Linked DNA regions of Arachis hypogaea: region 1 is linked to region 2. The links are chromatin contacts, called in public Hi-C maps. All regions are on one chromosome and are shown on one strand. Each heading gives the region's core, a stretch centred on a gene start, on an enhancer-like site or on the middle of the called end of the contact. The rest is flanking DNA. Distances are from core to core; before and after follow the strand shown.

Region 1 (4,246 bases), core at 495-2,994, 360 kb after region 2:
AGAAAGACCTTGTTTCTTGGTGAGTTTGAGTTGAGCCTTGAACTGTTTGATTCTGAACTTAGTAGATGTAGCAAAATATGATTCAATTTTGTCCCAAATTTAATAGCTAAACTCGCAGCCAACCATTTTGGGTTTGAAAACTAAATCAATCGAGGCCAATAGCCATGAAATGAGATTCCGATCATCTTGAATCCACTGCTTGTATTGAAAAGATTAAATATATCAGCTTGATTTTCTTGATTATCATACATCTTAGGAATTTCGTCTTTGTATAAATGATCCTCCAAAGCTTAGCTTCGAATTGCTGCAAAGGCCTGTTGCTGTCAAGTTTTGTAATTCTTTTCACCTAATTTGTCTTGAATTAGATTGAAAGGCCTTTGGTTATAGAGTTGAGGAAGAATCAAGTTGATGATTGAATTGTTAGAATTTGGATCAATGTTTGCTAAGATAGCAGAATCATTAGAAGGTAAAGCCATGGATTAGAAAAAAAACCTGGCTCTAGATACCATAAAAGAATTCTTGAGGTGTTGCTTAGTGTGCAAGAAAAGAAAAGAAAGAAAGAAAGAAAAGACAGAGAAACCAGAGAAGAAAACTAATGAGTAATACAGGAACTAGTGTATAAAAGTGTTGTACAAGTTCCCAGCAGCTAACTACTATATATGGCAGTCACAGGGAAGGAAACTATACAAGAAAAGTTAATTGACTAATAACTAACCACATAACAAATTAACTAAAACAGAATAACAGATTAACTACCCTTACACTTAGTTAATTTCACTTTTATCCTTGATAAATATAAATGCCTTATGCTAAGTGAAAAAAAATAAAAGAATTTGTCTTGTGACAAAAAAAAAAGCATGAATATACAAACTTCGAAGAGTGAGAACAACATAGATTTTGTCTATCTTCAAGTCACCAATGAATATTACTTTGAGGTACTTATTGATAACAAACCCCTTTTTCAAATTTCTGTTGAACATTTTCATCCTAATATCCAAACAGATAGAGATGATTGTTATGGATTTGATAGTAAATGATATGGATGCCCCAAATATATGTCATCAAAAGAGCAAACTGAAAGAGGTGTGTTTGCAAGGAATAAGCAATAACGATGAAGACATATTTGGTGTCACTTGTTTATACAAATTGTCTTCTTTTCTTTTTTGTATTTTTCTTTTCTATATACTATCTTCTCTACCACAACATTCAAGGACGAATCATTTTGAAAGAGGTGAAAAATGTCACGTACTTCAAAGGACTAATAAACACTTCAATAATTTGCAAGACAAGCCAATATGACTAGTATTGACTGTTGGTGAAAGTTTGGGATTTGTCACTTGAGGAAAAGTGCTTTCTAATTTTATTGTAATAAAAGTAAATCAATCCAAGTACAATTTAGTAATTTATCAATTTATATTTTAAACTATTAGAATATTTAACAAGTACATTAGATTTTATGTTAGTAGGGTTATGTTTTTTTCTTTAATTTAATACAGAGGGTATAAGTACTTCCTAAACTATTGTAGGCAGTGAAAATTAGGGAAATGAAAAAGATCTTTTTGGTTTTGTAATAAATGAAGTAAAGAAACTGGATAGTAAGTAGAGAAATTCCTTTCTATTTAATTTTAATTTATCTCTTTTATTTTTTATTGAAGGGAAACTGATGTGAATGATAGGAGAATGCAGTGTAGGAACTCGTTCTGAATATTGGGCCACTAACTAATCACTACAACCCAAATGAAATAGGTGCGTTTCTTTTTTAAAAATTATATTAAACACTTGAAATTTCTCAGTCCAGACAAGAAAAAAGTAATCTAAAACACTAAGTTCATTCTTCAGATCCCGAAAAAAAAATAGAGAAAAAAAAATAAATCAAAGCACCACTAGTTGTGGCTGGAGGTATTGTGTGAGTGGCAAATCAGTTTGGCTCATATTAAGTCACACTTAGGATCCATTTCCACTCCCAATAATAATTGGATTTAGTGTGTGTGAGTGAAGATGTGTGTGTGAGTGTGTATGTCCAAAAAAGAAAAAAAAAAGTTATTTAATATTAATAATTTATAATCTACAAATTTCAATGATTATGCATTATGATTTCATGTGAAAGAGGAAAAAAGATGGGCAAGTATAAGTAACAAATTATCTTAAATATTCTAAAAACATTAATTCGTTAAAAATAACAAATAAAAAATTTTATTGAAATAGCAAGAGTTAATATATTTAATTCTCTTGAAATTATAATTTATACTATTTGTGTAATAACAAATGGACACATAAAATATTACATATTTATGTGTGGATTTAGATTTTTTAAAGTTTGAATTTTATTTTAGAGAGTAAAGTGTGATCTTTTACCATTTATTTTATAGGTGGGATCAAGAGAAAATATGAGAGAAAAGTTATTCAAAGATGAGAGATTATACTTTACCTTCTAAAGTGAAAATTTAAAATTTAGAGGATCTAAATTCTTTTTGTATAATATGTGCTATTTTTTATATTTTTAATGTGCACAGTTTATTTTAATATATATTTTATATAAATAATTAATTTTTTTATGTGTATATATAACACATATAGTTGTAAAAACTAAACACACGATACTCTAAGTCTTAGTAGCAGAAACATTGAAAGTATTTTAATAAATCCAACGGGTGAATTGCAATCACATATCATATATATTGTTTTTTTTTTTTTATAAAATCTTGTATAGAAAAAAGACACTAACAAATATAGAAAAGGATAATTCATTATTACAAATGTATATCTATGGATGTTGGATGATCTAGTAGTATATCGAAATTTTAATCCAACATTTAATTTTATAAGATGCTTCTTTTGATAAAACATTTTCAACAGGTAAATCTCAAGTTGTTTTATCTGTACTACAACTATCTATAAACTTAATAAAAAGATAATTACAGCTAAATATCTAACAAGCTAATAAGCTAAATAAATAAATACTTGTCCATTTGTGCAATTAAAATATGCTGACAAACGATGTAATAGATAATCTAACAGTGCATATATTATTTTGGTAGAAATAATAAAAGTAATGTGATCAATGGTGGTTAAAGTATTAGCACTCTGTTATAATAGTGCTTGCTTGCTATTGTTATTATTGTAGATAAATTTAACATCTAAATGTTTGATACAAAAAGTAATTTATACTATGTTAAAACACTTTAAATTTATAACTTAGTTAATTAGAGTGTGGTGCTTATGAATTAAGATACATTTAATATTTTTATTAGTTATATGCCTTCATAATTTCATGATTATCGAACTTATGACTTTGATGATATTTTTATTATAGTTTGGTGTGAGAGTTATTTTGATGACAATTTTATTGAAACATAGATACCTTTCATGTATACAACAACTATGTGTACAATAATGTCTTTTTTTAATTAGTTGGCTTAACTTGTTTTTCATTTTTTTTTAATGATATATGTGTAAACTAGCCAAATCTTTCAAGAAGGTGAAACTAATATGAACTGTAGTTACGGTGTAATTTGGGGTTAATTAGAATGTGTTTCTTAATCAGCATGTTTTGTTCTTTGTTAAGAAACTAGCCTAAGCGGAACTTAGAGTGGTAGATGTAGATGTGCATGTCAACAGTATGTGTATGTTAAAATGAGAAGAAGAGGTCCAAAAATCTCATCTATTTATGGTTAAGTTACAGTTAAATGTCATGTGATGGTAGGTGGTAAGAAGAGTATGAAAAGAATGAGATTCTAAAACCAGTAAAATATTAAAAGTATTTAACTATTTATAGAAAAAAATTTAATATGCAGTAGTTATGTGAAAAAATCAAAAATGTTATTTATACACTAAAATTAACCACTAAAATCAGCTACTAATGTATTTGTGTATAAATACATGTGTAGTTTTATTTATTTTCAATGTGTATTTATATTCTAGCGTATATTTTAAGTTGGTGGCTGACTTTAGTAACTAATTTTGATGTACATGTAGCATAATTCGAAAAAAATATAGTATTAACATTGAAGTAAGTATTGTCATCAGATTAGTGACGAGAAATACGAATTAGCTATTGAGTTGAGAGATGATAACGGAGTGAGGGGGACTAAATAAATATTAAAATTTTGATTTTTAAATCTTGAAATGTTATATTTGAAATTTAGTTTTTAATAGTCAATCGCTTGTTGGTTGATTTTTTATTGACAAATATTGATTACTTTTTGTTTTCTCCGAAGAGTCCGCACCCAAAACTATAAGACAAGTG
Region 2 (4,021 bases), core at 269-2,768:
ATATTAGTGAGATATAGTTTGTCTGAAAATACCACAGTTCTACGAATATTTGAGGTTGCTTAAGAGCCATTTGGCAATTTTACCAAAATCGGCCTAATATGCCTAAAAGTTGTAAAAAAATGCAGTGAGTGTGACACATGATCAGTTGCTCCTGTGTCAAGCACCCAAGAATTTGAGAAAAAAGTGTTTACCAATAATAGATGTGTAATATGTGAGCTCATGCATAATATTTTAGCAACTAAAGTTGTACCTCCCTGTCCAGCGTTAGAGTTGCAGGTTTCTCTCATGCTCTCTCCATGGCAAGCTTGTGTACATTCCTGTCGAAGAAAGGCAACTAGTGCATCTCTCAAACTCTGATTGGACAATAGTGGATCATCTTTCTCTTTGTCCTGCTTCAAACCACCGCCACTGTCATTATTTACCTTAGTAGCAATGTGATTAGCTGCTGTCAAATTGTTCACTTCCCTTGGCTACTTTTGCCTCTGGAGGTGTTGCGAAAATCCATGCTTGTGATAGCATGTATCCACCTAGTGTCCTGCCTTGTGAGTTGTGACAGTATGAGTAGCTCTTAGGTGAATTTCTTCCACTTCGTCCACCTCTTCCATCCCACATTCCTTGTCTTCTCCCTCTAGGGACGCTATTATCATTGCAATTGTGAGTGGAATTGGCAAGAGTGCGAAGCTCCTAATCTCAGTATCCATCCCATGGATTTGTCTCTCTTGTTGAGTAAGCAAAGGGAACATTTCATTCACAGCGAAAAACGGCTTCATCAGCATGATCTGTGATCGGACGTCACTAAATTGCTCATTCAGTCCACACAAAAATCGAACCGCATAGTTTCTTTTTCGGTAACTCCTAACTACTTTAAGTCCACATTCACAATTCACATCACAGCTAACACACACTGGAACTGGTTTGAAACTCTCAATGTCTTCCCAAACTACCTTCATTTTTGTGTAATATTCTGCAATATTCAAGTTCCCCTGCTTCATAGCATATAATTCTTGTAATTCCACAATTCGAAACAAGTCTCCATGGTAATATCGATGCTCCAAATCTTGCCATAGATCTGCCGCACTCTTATGCAAGCTACGCTCTGAGCTATGTCACTGCTTAGTGACAAATTAATCCATGACACTACGTACGTGTTACACTTATCCCACGCCACAAATTCAGGATGGTTCTTAATTGGTTTAGCAAGTGTGCCGTAAATAAATCCGATTTTATTCTTCGATCTCAAAGCTCTTTTCATAGATCTAGACCAGGAGTTGTAATTATAGGTATTCAACACGACTGACACTATAGAAACTCCAGGATTCTCACCTGGATGGAGGTAGTAAACGCTCGACGGATCTGCCAAAGCACTTGCACTTGAACTGGCTCCATTTGAGTTCAAATCTAGAAACTTAGAGTCAGAAAGCTTCGATAGCAATCTCGCTAAGCTTCGAAGCTCCGCTGTGGTTAGATCTAAGTTTTGATCGCGATTCCCTTCTATGTCTGAAACAGAGACGTCTGCCATTAAAGCAGAATTACAATTCTAATATGCAACTGTTCTTCACCTCTCGTCAGATTCTAGATCTTCTATGCTCACCGCACTATGTGAAAACTGTGCTCAAGATCAGAATTGAGAAAGGAATATGTGATGGGAGTATAGAGAGTACAGGTGAGAAAATGCAATTCTCATTTTACAGAAAATTAGAAGAAAAAGTAACTATACAATAATTCTAGCTATATCTATATATATCTCTCACTAATAGCTAATTAACTTAGTTAGCAATGCTAAAAGACTATCTAACTGATGCTGAGTCAGCTTATCACTTCTACAAATAACACAAGTAACTATTAGTTACAACTTGTCAAAATAAAATATGCCAAAATAATAAAATTAACTAATTTACATCTTCATCAGCCTCTTTTAAATTGGAACTAATCACTCCATTTGAAGAGGAATCAGACAACGGCTCTTTTTTTTTTTTTTAAATTAAGAGAATTTCATACGTGAAAGATTTAATTGATCTAGAAACCAAGAATTGGAATGGGCCCTTACTGGAGTTTTAGGGCCGTATTTAGAGATGGAGAAAGGAATATATTTGCAGCTATGACAAAATAGATTCGCTGAAGCAATGGGCCTCACGATGACATTGATTCTAAACTTAGGTTTGCGCTTCAAGGAGCTTATTAGAGACTCGGACGCAATTGCTACTCAGAATTGAACTCTCATAATAGTAGCTAGGATGGGAAACAAATTACTCATAATTATATAATTATCTAAAATAATGGGCTATTTCTTTTGATGATGTTGTTTAATGTTTATTGAGAAGTCTCCTTGACTAATGCTAATGAGCTTCGAATATATATATATGTGTGTGTGTGTGTGTTAAGATCATTCTCATGTAATTAACTATCTTGAAAATACGTGAACTTACGCTACCCATATCTTTTTGTGAACGGAAAAATGACGGGATGAAAAAGGATTAGAAATGGCAATGCAACTTATACCGGCAGAGATAGAAGAGTACTTTTTGAAGAAAAAATTTTGATTTTAATTAAAAAATTTAAAATAAGACAAAATAAAATATTTTAAATACAAATAAAACAATTAAAAGTGTTAAAGACAAATTAAAACCTAACCTAAACATAGACTAAAATAATCCTTTACAGTTTTTTTGTTTTTTAACCGTTTAAAATCTGAGGCTGATAATATCACCAACTAGCACCCATAAGGCCAAAATGAAGCCACTAGAAGTTATTGAGTAACTTTGGGAGTAAAAAAGTTTGATTTGAATTAAGGATGTAAAATGCCTATGCAATGATGCAGCAACAGCAAGTGAAGTACGTATGATAATGAACCAAAATAAGCAAATAAGCATGCATTCATTCACAATGTAGACAACTACTTTTCGAATATTAGATCATCAATTTTTCTTTCCATGTATTTAAGTCAATACTATCTAACTTTCTATATTGACTCCTAACATTCCTCATAAATATATATTATATATAAGAGACGCAAATTATCATTAATATGATCACTTCCCATTCTCTTTCTGGGAGTAATTAAGCATTTTTACAGTCGGTAACCTGCTTTAATTTAATTTCGGAATTTACAAGAGAAAATTATAAGCAGTAATTAATTAATCAGGATATACAAATATTAGAGGGGCCGGGAATAATGTATACAATAATCATTCATCTGGAAGGAATCGGCCACCAAGATTTTCCATCATAGAAAATTGCATATTCTCAGATGGCTTCCAGTGACGCTTTCTTTGATTAATAAACCAATTGTTAATTTGCTTCTGATCTAGCCCTGTTGACTTAGCCAGTTCAATCTTGTCAGCTTCCTGGAAGCATGAACAATAGCTAATGTTTCAATGACTCATTTTGTTGTGTTTGTGTTTAGGTGACTATTTCTATTAACACTAATAAAGATGATATTGTAAACCGTTAGATGATTTAGCCAAAACATGTTTAGAAGCGATCTAAATTCATAACAACATTTTCAAGATGTGCTCCTTGAAGTAATCCTCTTGTGTAACGTTGGGCATTTCTCAACTCATGTAAGAAAGCTAAAAGCATGTGAGACACATGCTTTATATTTTTCTCTTGCTTAGCGTCTTACTTTTAGCTCTCTCCCGAGTGAGTTGTCAACATCTATGGGAAAGTAGAAATGACATTTTTTATTTTATTTTCATTTTCATTTTCGTTATTCTATCAAATGAAGCATTTACCGTAGGATAAGGCCATTTGTAGTGAACATTCCACCATTGAAGGAGTGTTTGCCTTGCTTCCTTAGGCAGCTTACCCTTCTTTTTCTTCTTTGAGAACTCCAATTTCAAAGTACCAATGTGGCTCCCAAACTTGCGCAGAAGCCTGTCCTTAAGCTCACGATCTTCACCCCTTGATTGACCATCTTGACCTCCATCACCATCTCCAGCACTAAAATCTTCCTCTGAAGACACAGCTCCATCATCTACCCAAAAAAAAAAACCCACAATAATCAATCAACAAAGTCATACAC

Evidence for each region. Hi-C and Micro-C count contacts between places; a contact is called where the count stands out from the background.
Region 1: a contact with region 2 is called in a Hi-C map of an unstated tissue, with 2.3 times the contacts expected there. The contact joins the enhancer-like site here to the promoter of LOC140179161 in region 2. A contact is called at or near these places in 2 of 8 Hi-C or Micro-C datasets (leaf and an unstated tissue).

The regions. Positions count from the first base shown.
Region 1 is chr15:24,045,352-24,049,597 of arahy.Tifrunner.gnm2.J5K5, forward strand. No RefSeq gene overlaps it. Among protein-coding and RNA genes, the nearest start is that of LOC112748121, 8.3 kb to the right of the region's middle. Within about 2 kb of position 1,745, at least 2 of the 3 cell types and tissues checked have open chromatin away from gene starts, as enhancers often do.
Region 2 is chr15:23,688,363-23,692,383 of arahy.Tifrunner.gnm2.J5K5, forward strand. LOC140179161 reads right to left here and starts at 1,519. Exons shown (of 10, transcript XM_072217815.1): 1 at 1,324-1,519; 2 at 540-1,003; 3 at 251-422; 4 at 84-151. The coding sequence starts at 1,519. LOC112749986 (homeobox protein knotted-1-like 6) reads right to left here. Exons shown (of 5, transcript XM_025798455.3): 4 at 3,732-3,973; 5 at 2,978-3,344. The coding sequence ends at 3,186.